2 separate regions of the Mus musculus genome follow, and region 1 is linked to region 2. A link is a contact called in public Hi-C data. All regions are on one chromosome and are shown on one strand. The core of a region is the stretch at or near the end of the contact, and the rest is flanking DNA. Distances in the headings are between cores, read along the strand shown.

Region 1 (4,234 bases), core at 110-2,609, 74 kb before region 2:
TAGGTGGCCCGGGAGATGCACAATAACAACAGAATAATCAAAAATGGCGTGCCAGGGGATTATGAGCCGGGGGAGAAAATGGAAACAGGGTGGACAGGATGCTGGGGATGGAAAGTCATTTAAAATGGCCACAGGAGATGGCTTTGAAAGCATGACAACCTGAACTGTCACAATCCCCAGCACCCACACAAAAGCCTGCCATAGGGACGGGTGCCTGTAACCAGGACTGGGGAGACTAACACAGGCAGAGCCCCAAGGTTCACTGGCTGGCAAGTAATAGACCAGACAGAGACCCTGTCACGAGAGGTGAATGATAGCCTATAGGTGACACATGAAGGTATCCTCTGGCCTCCACATTTGCTATACTCATGTAACACCAACCACTGGGGAAAATAAAATGGTAATAAGAAAGGTTTACTGGAGAAGGGTGTGGGGGATGGCAGGGTGAAGGAGGACCTAGCAAAGGAGCCTGAGGAGAAGCCAGGGCGCTGGAGGCCCCAAGGGGAGGAGGCGGAAGAAGAGGCTTTTGGAGGTCACAGAGTTTGTTCTAGTGGGAAGAATGTCCCATCCTGCCGAGATGGTGGCTGAGAAAGTAAGGGTGCAGTCTTTAGCTGGCCCGGACCTCGTTGATGGGAGTCTGGGGGTTCCTCGGAGGATAGGCGCATGCGCAGGGTTGATAATAGCGTAATAGGGAAAGCCAACACTTTTGAGGGAATGGAAAGAAAACTGGAAGGAGCTGGGAGCAACAGTGGTTTGTTTTGTTTTTCATTTGTGTCTTTGGCCGGGGAGGTGGTGACTACAGCGAGCCTGTCAGCTGAGTACAGAGAGTAGATGGGGAGCGGTGTGTGGGGGGTGGGGGTGGGTGGGGGGGTGGGCGTCGACTGCTGTAGGCACCCGCAGCTGAATCTGAATGTGGCTGCCAGAAGTGATGGGCCAGTGAGAGTGGGCATGAGGGTGGGGAGGGGACCAAGGCGCTTCTCTTCCTGTGAGTTCCCTCACCCGCCATACACATGGGAGGAAGGCGACAGAACTGAGAGGTAGGTGGGAGACTGACTGGCCTCAAGTGGCCCCTTAGCAGATGACAGAAGCGCTAAGGACCCATGGGGGGAAGGCGGTCAGTGGTCAACCTGTTGGCTAAGTGGTCTCTTCTGGGTCACAGAAGGTGACTGCCTGAGTCACCAATAGTACTATGATTTTCTTACAAAGCCTATGCTCTTTGGGCTCGACCCTGGCTCTGAGACAAGATTAGATTTCTATCTAACCCTTGTGGTCAATTCTTGAGACAAACACAGCCCAATCTGTGTTTCACTTCCTCTTTCTGGAGGGAATCTCCCCTGCCCACCCCCCCCCCCCCCAGACACGGGTGAGCAAGCTGATAGAGTTTGGGATTCCTGCTTAGGGTGGAAAGCCATATTAGGCAGTCAAGAACTTTGCAGGAATGGCTTTTGACAAGTGATGTCCAACAGCGCCCCCTTTGGGATTCTTAGAGATCCTGCAACTGCATTCGTTATAGGTGATTTTAACAAGCTTCCTCCTCCCTGCCCCTCTCTCTATGTGTACATATATACATATATATAATTAAATAGGCGATTCATGCACATGGTGTAAACTTCAAAAGGGAATGTGATGCCATGCAAATAAACCTTCCTCCCACTCTGGCCTTCCGCTGCGGGGTTCTGGAGGCTGGGGAGGGAGATCTCCAAAGGCAGCCATTTCTGACAGTTCCTTGGGTATGCATAGATAATTTTAGTGACAACTGAAAAAAGTAAGGGGAGCGTGTGTGGGTAGAGCCATCTTGGCAGGCTGGGAATACTTACTCAGGAAACTCGATATCTATAAAATTCTTAGGCACATATCCTTCTTGGCTTCCGAGCTCCGCCTTGAGCCACTCCTCCTGGTTGCTTAGTATCTAGATGGAAAAGAACAAAGGATTCTGAAGAGAGGACCCCAAGCAGCAGGAAGGGGCTGCAGAGTCTAAGGGATTGGATGGGACATCAGCTCCAGGGCTTAGTGGGGAAGGAGGGAACACCACCGCTTACTTCTCTAGAATCTGGCTCCTCTTTACACCATTATTTCTCTCCACTTATGCTGCCACTCATGTCACCCACCAGAGCTCAGACCTGGCGCTCAGAGACTGCCCTGCATCTCTTCTTACAAGTTTAGTTCTTCACATGTCTGTATGTGTGTGTGTGCTTGCCCCTGTGTGTGTGCACAAGTGCTCAGAGCGCATCTAAGGAGGCCGGAGGGCAACTTCTGGTAGTCCTCTCTTTCTGCTTTGTGGCTCCCAGGGATCAAAGTTACCCACTGAGCTGTCTTATCAGCCACCAATGCATTAATTCATTTGTTAATTTTTTTTTTTTTGAGAGAAGTCCATGTGTAGCCCAAGCTGGCCTGGAACTATGAAGGATGGCTTTGAACTCTTGATCTTCCTGCTTCTACCTTCCAAGTATTAGGGTTATAGAAGTATAAAAATCATGTCTGACCAAAAATTTATTTTTTAAACAAGAAGATTAAAACTTAAATGTCTAAGGGAGACCAGCTTTCTAAACTGTCAACGCTTCATATTTCATATTCCCATTTTGAATTTTGAAAATGGTGGGAATGGGATTCCGGATATTTGGGATGACAGTTCGGGTATGGTGTCTCATGGCTGTCATCTCAACACTCAGGAAGGTGAGGCAGGAGGATTTCTGTCAGTTGGAGGCAAGCCCGAGCTACATAGCAGTGAGCTCCAGGGCAATAGAGTGAGAACTTGAGAGGGAGGGGGGCTCTCTACAGAGACACTTGCCAGGTCCTTTATAAACTTAGCACCAGATCATAGACAAAACGAAGAATTCTTCTGTCTTCTTACTATAGGGCCCTCCTTGACGGATACCCACATGTGGTTGCCTGCCTTGGCTACTCACTTACTCAGGAGACATGGCTGTACGTATCTTCATTGATTTCAGAAAAAAAAAACGAGACGACCTTGAAAATATTTGCCATCTCCACTCAGAAAGCTTCTAAAGTATGTGGGCTTAGACTAGAACAGTGACTCTACCCAAGGGTGGCAGCATTAGAGACTGGGAAACCTTTGATGGTACCACCAAACCTCTGGAGTCACTTTCCAACAGCCCCCTCCCCCTCTCCTCCCCTTCCCTTCCCTCCCACCCCCACTTTTCGGTTCCTCTCCCCCTCTGGTTTCTGGGCTTGGAGGAAATATTAACTCTTTGCTTCTCTTTCTTGTAGCTGAAAATGTTTTCATGGGTGGAGATGCTAGGGCAGAAGGAAGAGCAGAGAGCAGATGGGAAAGATAGCCTGGAGACCTCCCTAGGCAACGAATGCTAATTGGGCCAATTGTGATGACCCAAGAACAGGGTCTGAGGTACATTCTTGGAGTTTGGTGTCTTCACTCTAGCTAGAGGAGGTTAGAAGCAAGGGGCCTTGCAGCCCATGGTTGAAAATTCTGGATTTTTCTCTTCAGATTGATAAAAAGATTTTTAAGTCAGGAAATGACAGTAAGAATGAGAGTTGAGGAGGAGCCTTGAGGAGGAGCTGGGGGTGGGGTAAAACCAGAGGAAGGACAGAGGGCGATGGGCGTAGCCCACTGTGTAAGGGACCATGGGGTCTGCGCTAAGGAGAGGCGAAGACCTATTTCAGAGGATTCGAGGAAGGAAAAGAGGAGCAGGGTTTTGTAACCATTTAGGGTTGCTGAGGGAGAAGGGGATTCTGGGAAAACTTTGGGTTTCTAGCTTGGGAGACTGAGTGGGTGGTGATGTCTCGCTGAAATAGAGAGGAGCAGGAGCAGGAGGGACCCGTGGGCTTCAGCTTGTAGCGGGTGAGTTCCGGCTGCACCCCTTCAACTGCGGAGAAATCCTCAGTGAGCGGTGGGTGCTGTGGATCTGAGTGTTGGACGTAGGAGAGAGCTGGGGGCTGGTAACTTGGGGTTTCCAGGGCTGGTAACTTGGGGTTTCCAAGACTCGCCCAGTGGAAGCCCTGGAACCCTTGGATTTCTGTCTTCCACATCAAAAGCTAATGCCTCCCTCCCTCTCTCCCTCTGTCTCTCCTTCCTCTCCTTCCTGCCACAGGGTTTCATATAGCCACGGAATCTCTAAGCAGCTGAGAGTGGTCTTGAATTTCTGATCCTCCTGCCTCCATCTTCTGAGTGCTGAGATTACAGGCAGACACCACCCCATCTATTTTATGCTGTGTTGGGAAAAGTCTCCAGGGCTCCCTGAATACCAGGTGAGCTCTC
Region 2 (4,517 bases), core at 969-3,468:
CTTACCCAGTCTCAGACGGCTATGATGTCACTAGGTGATGTAATTTTGTGTGACCACAATCATGTATGACATCCTTGCCTGAGGCATCTGTGCAGCACATGACTGTAATTACAATCCACAGGTTACCTAGAGGAAACAGGAAACAGCATTTCTCTATAGCTGAGTGTCTTAAACATAATCAGCTCACAATATGTACAACTAACACCAGCTACTGAATTCTTTATGGCCGAATGGTGCCTCATTATATGTTCATGGCACTCTGTGTGACAAGTGATATTAATTGACCTATCTAGACTTTTTTTTCTTTGTTGTAACAGTTGAGAGTGTATTTAGTTTTGACACGGTGTTAGGCACATCCATTTTAAACTACTGTTTTGGGTTAGAAGGCTCTTAATTTTTTTTTTCAGAAAACAGAAAATTTGTTTACGAAAATGCTTCCAAAATTTGAGGATGCAGTTTAGAGAATATAGGAAAAATGAATAATAAATGCAGTCTTTCCAAAATATAGATAGGTAGCCATAAAAACAAAAGAGTTTTTAACAACTGTTCAATTCCAGCAAGTTATAATTCTAAGGCAGTTTTTTTTTTAAAGAAAAAATAGATCTGTGAAGACATGGATCAATATTTGTTATTCTAGGCTGGTGTTATGGTGCAGCTCTGCATTGAGTGAGTTTGGTGGAGGGGAAAAAGGACAGTAGAAATTGAAAATTTTAATAGTGTGCTGAACCATTATAAATCAGGTTTTCACTGCAGGAGGAAGTCAGACGAAATGTTCACATTCCGGGTGCATACGAGACAACCAGAACATCACAGAAACACACTTTCTTTTTCTTCATAGGATATGGTCTCTTTCTGAGAAATCTTATTAAAGCAATTATATTTTGTATCTAATTTATTTCAGACTGCATTGGGTTTAAATCAAAAGGTAGAGGGGCTGAAAGGGTTAATGATCTGGTTTTGTTTTTTGTTTTTTTAAGGTGATAGTTCATTTAACCATGCATCTGAAAATTATGTTTTCCCTTGATACACAGATTAATCAGGCGTGAGCTAGAAGCTGAGGAGGCCAAGGAAACAAAACTAAAAATACCAAACAGTCGTTATGAGTTTGATTTTTTTTTCTTTCTTTTGGATGGGTGCAGCTTTGATAGCAAAATCTGATTATAGTTCATCTAGACTTCGTTGGGTCTGGATGCTCATCAGGGCTTGAAATCAATTTGGCACAGTGCCTTTGTCCCTGTCGGAGGTGAATCACCAGAGAAATTACAAACTAAGTGACTCACCTTCCTGCAGAGTAATGAAAAAGAGGAAGGGAGTTTCATGTAAATCAGAAACTGGTAATTCTCAAGTATCTTGCGAATTCTTAGGGCCGAGTACCGGTTTAAGTTTGAATGCGTTTTTATATTAACCTAAATGCTTCCTCTTCTATGTATGGGGAAGCTGTCAGACTCCTGCTAATCACTCCAGGCCTAAGGGAGTTCCTCACGCCATGTCATTTATAAATAGCACTTTGATACTGTTGAATGTTAAAACCACACCTTTTTTTCCCTGAAAGCGAGTAAAGAAAGTAATCGAAGCTTTCCCTCTAGTTTGCTAGGCTAAGATGCTGCTTTGGATACTGTGTTAGCTGTAATCCACAGGAGGTAGAGTATTTATCTTAACGCCGGCTCTCTAGATAGACCAGAGAGCAGCACCTACTCAGGTTTGATCAGAGTGCTTCATGGTTCTGCAGGGAACAGGGTTCTGGGTACGAGGAGGACCTCACACTCAATTTTCACCACCATTCAAATTATTTCCAGGACACAGTGTGTATAACAACAGCTTTTGTTAAGAAAGAGGTGTCAGAGTGCAAATTCCCCCTGAACTATGAATCTGTCTCCTCTGTGTGTACGTCTTTAAACTCGTACTCCTTGTCAAGGGAGCTGAGCAATATTTTCTGCAGAACCTTTTAGGAGCAGATAGACTACCTATATTCTCTGGATAGCTGAGGTCAGTCTTGTGAGGGATTTTCCCGTGTTTATCCTAAGCACACCTATATAGAGTCCTTTCCTTCCTCAGGCTGGTGATGTGACAGGCTTTCTTGGAAACTAAAATTTTTTTTTTTTTCAGACTAACTTGGTCTCCTGTAGACATTTTTTTTTTTTTTTTTTTTGAGGAACTTACACCACATTTTTTGTACTTTCCTTGCAGGAAATCGATACTTTACCAGGTGGAGATGAATCATTTGTGTTTGAGAGCGGCAGAACTTGGGACGAATCTGTCAGGCGCTCTGTAAACCAGTCACTCCTGACCCATCGCTCTCACCCACCTCCACCCCCTCCTCAGACTCACTGTAGCTATGTCATTCAGGAGGCAAGTGAAGAACTTCGTGAAAAATTACTCAGATGCCGAAAAAAAAGTCAGGGAAGCAACTTCCAATGACCCCTGGGGCCCCTCTAGCTCTCTGATGTTAGCTATCAGTGACATGACTTTCAATGCGGCCTCCCTCTCGGAGATCATGCACATGCTGTGGCAGCGACTCAGCGACCACGGGAAGAACTGGCGCCACGTGTACAAATCCCTCGCCCTGATGGACTACCTCATCAAGAACGGCTCCAGGAAAGTTATTCAGTATTGCAGAGAGGGCGTCTGTAACCTTCAAATGCTAAAGGATTTTCAACACATAGATGAAGCGGGCAAAGACCAAGGTAACAGTTTGTAAAAATTCGACAGTGTGCCTGTAAGGACAGGCGTGTATAGCAGTGTTTTAAATCTTCAACTGGAGCAAGGCGGTTCTCAATTTTTGAGTGCCTTGTGATGTAGCCTAGGCTGTCCTGAGCTTGCCCTCCAGTCCCAACCTCCCTCGCGCTAGGTTGATGTGCACCCTGTTATCACCCTGGGCTTAAAGAGTTGTCCTTAGATGTCCCAGCCACTGTTTTCCTCCGACCGCTGTGGTTCTCATTTCCGTCCTCTGATTGACTGTGGCACTTGGGAGAAGAGTGTGTTTGTTTTCAAAAGAGCACAGAACACACGCAGGTCCTGATCCAGTGACGCCTCACAGAAAAGTAAATACAGCAAATGAAGAGAGGAGACGCTGCCGTTTGTGTGTTGATGTCACTGTAATTCACGAGTATAATTAAGTCGGAATTTAGTCATAAACTAGGGAAGTGTTTCTAGGGACTCTGGAATCTCCGAAGGCTATGGAGATGAGCTCACTTAACTGAAGCACAGAAATTCAGGTCTTAAGATAATTCTGGGTGTAGAAAGGCGATGGCATAGGAAGATGGTATAGAGTATTGAAGTGGATTGGTGCCAAATTTGCAAAGAAAAGAGCCAACATTCCTTTCCTTTGTGTTAGAAATGCAAAGTTATAATTGTGCCTAAAGTGATAGGTTTTAAGTCATAAGAAGAAAATACAGTTCACTCTACTCTCCATGGTTACTGCATTTTAAAATGATAACTTTAAAGAAATGAAAAAATGAGACAAAAATAGTTTCTATGAACCCTTCTCCACCAAAACATCATCTCTCCAGTTTCTAAGATCAGTGAGGTACACTTGCTACAAGTGGCAGCCAGTGTTGACACTACTACTGATGTTCAGTTTAGTTGTATCATAGTTCTGTAGGTTTTGGAAAGACATACTGTCCTGTGTCAACCACCCAGTATAACACAGGGTCTTTCGCTTCCCCGAGGATGCCTTGTGACCTGCCCTCACCCTCTTTGCCCTGGATGCCACTGGTCTTTATAGTTTTACTTTTTCCAGATGTAAAACTTCTTTAGACTCGTTTCTTTCATTGGCAGGATACCCCACGGTTCTTCCAGATCCTTCCATAGGTTGGAAGCTTGTTTCTTTTTATCTTTCCTCTTTATGAAAAGGTTTGTTGAGATATAATGCATATACCATACAAATTGTAACATATGTGTATATATATACATATATATATATATATATATATATGTATATACACACACACACACACACACACACACACACACATGTATATTATAAAATATAGGGTCATTTATATAAAGTATGTATAATTATAAAGTTGTTTATTATAAGATGTGATATCTATATCAACACTTGCCTTTTTGTATTCACTTGTATTGAATTTTTTTTTCAATCAGAATCTCACGTGGACTTGAGTTAATAAGTAGCTGAGTTGAGTTCACCTTGAACTCCTGATCTTCCTATCCCCACCTCCCAGGTGCTGGGATTAGTGGTGTAAGCTACCATTGCCAGGCTCATATTTCCATTTGTAAGTGTGCAGTTTGGTACGTTCATCACATTTACTGTGTTGGGAAGCCACCACCACTCTTGTTTAAACCTTTTCTAAATCACTGTCAGCATTAAGCAATAGCTGCTCATTCCCATTCCACTGAACCTCTATTCTCTATCTTGATTGACTTGACTGTTAGGTGCACTCACACAGAAGTGGAATTTTCCTGTGTATTTTAAATTCCTATTAGGCTTCTTTCTCTCACCCTATAGTCCTTGAGTCTCCTCCATGTGGTATCAGAATCCCATATGTTTGAATGAC

Evidence for each region. Hi-C and Micro-C count contacts between places; a contact is called where the count stands out from the background.
Region 1: a Hi-C map of B cells shows a contact between it and region 2, with 1.6 times the contacts expected there. The contact joins the enhancer-like site here to the promoter of Enthd1 in region 2. A contact is called at or near these places in 2 of 39 promoter capture datasets (the C10 cell line and macrophages), 2 of 15 datasets of contacts at CTCF or cohesin (CD8 T cells and large pre-B cells), 27 of 484 Hi-C or Micro-C datasets (B cells, CD4 T cells, ECoMG-derived neutrophils and 19 more), 9 of 115 datasets of contacts at active chromatin or transcription factors (the 230-238 cell line, CD8 T cells, the HPC-7 cell line and 4 more) and 5 of 9 other capture datasets (adipose tissue, embryonic stem cells, liver and 2 more).

The regions. Positions count from the first base shown.
Region 1 is chr15:80,632,011-80,636,244 of GRCm38.p6, reverse strand. Grap2 (GRB2-related adaptor protein 2) reads right to left here. Exons shown (of 8, transcript NM_001289442.1): 3 at 1,818-1,909. Among named protein-coding and RNA genes, the nearest start is that of Mir6957, 12 kb to the left of the region's middle. Within about 2 kb of position 1,359, at least 47 of the 459 cell types and tissues checked have an H3K27ac peak or open chromatin away from gene starts, as enhancers often do. A contact at or near this core is called in the 230-238 cell line, B cells and bone marrow-derived macrophages, where this site is marked.
Region 2 is chr15:80,558,171-80,562,687 of GRCm38.p6, reverse strand. It overlaps Enthd1 (ENTH domain containing 1), which reads left to right and starts at 2,218. Exons shown (of 6, transcript NM_001163189.1): 1 at 2,218-2,684. The coding sequence starts at 2,336.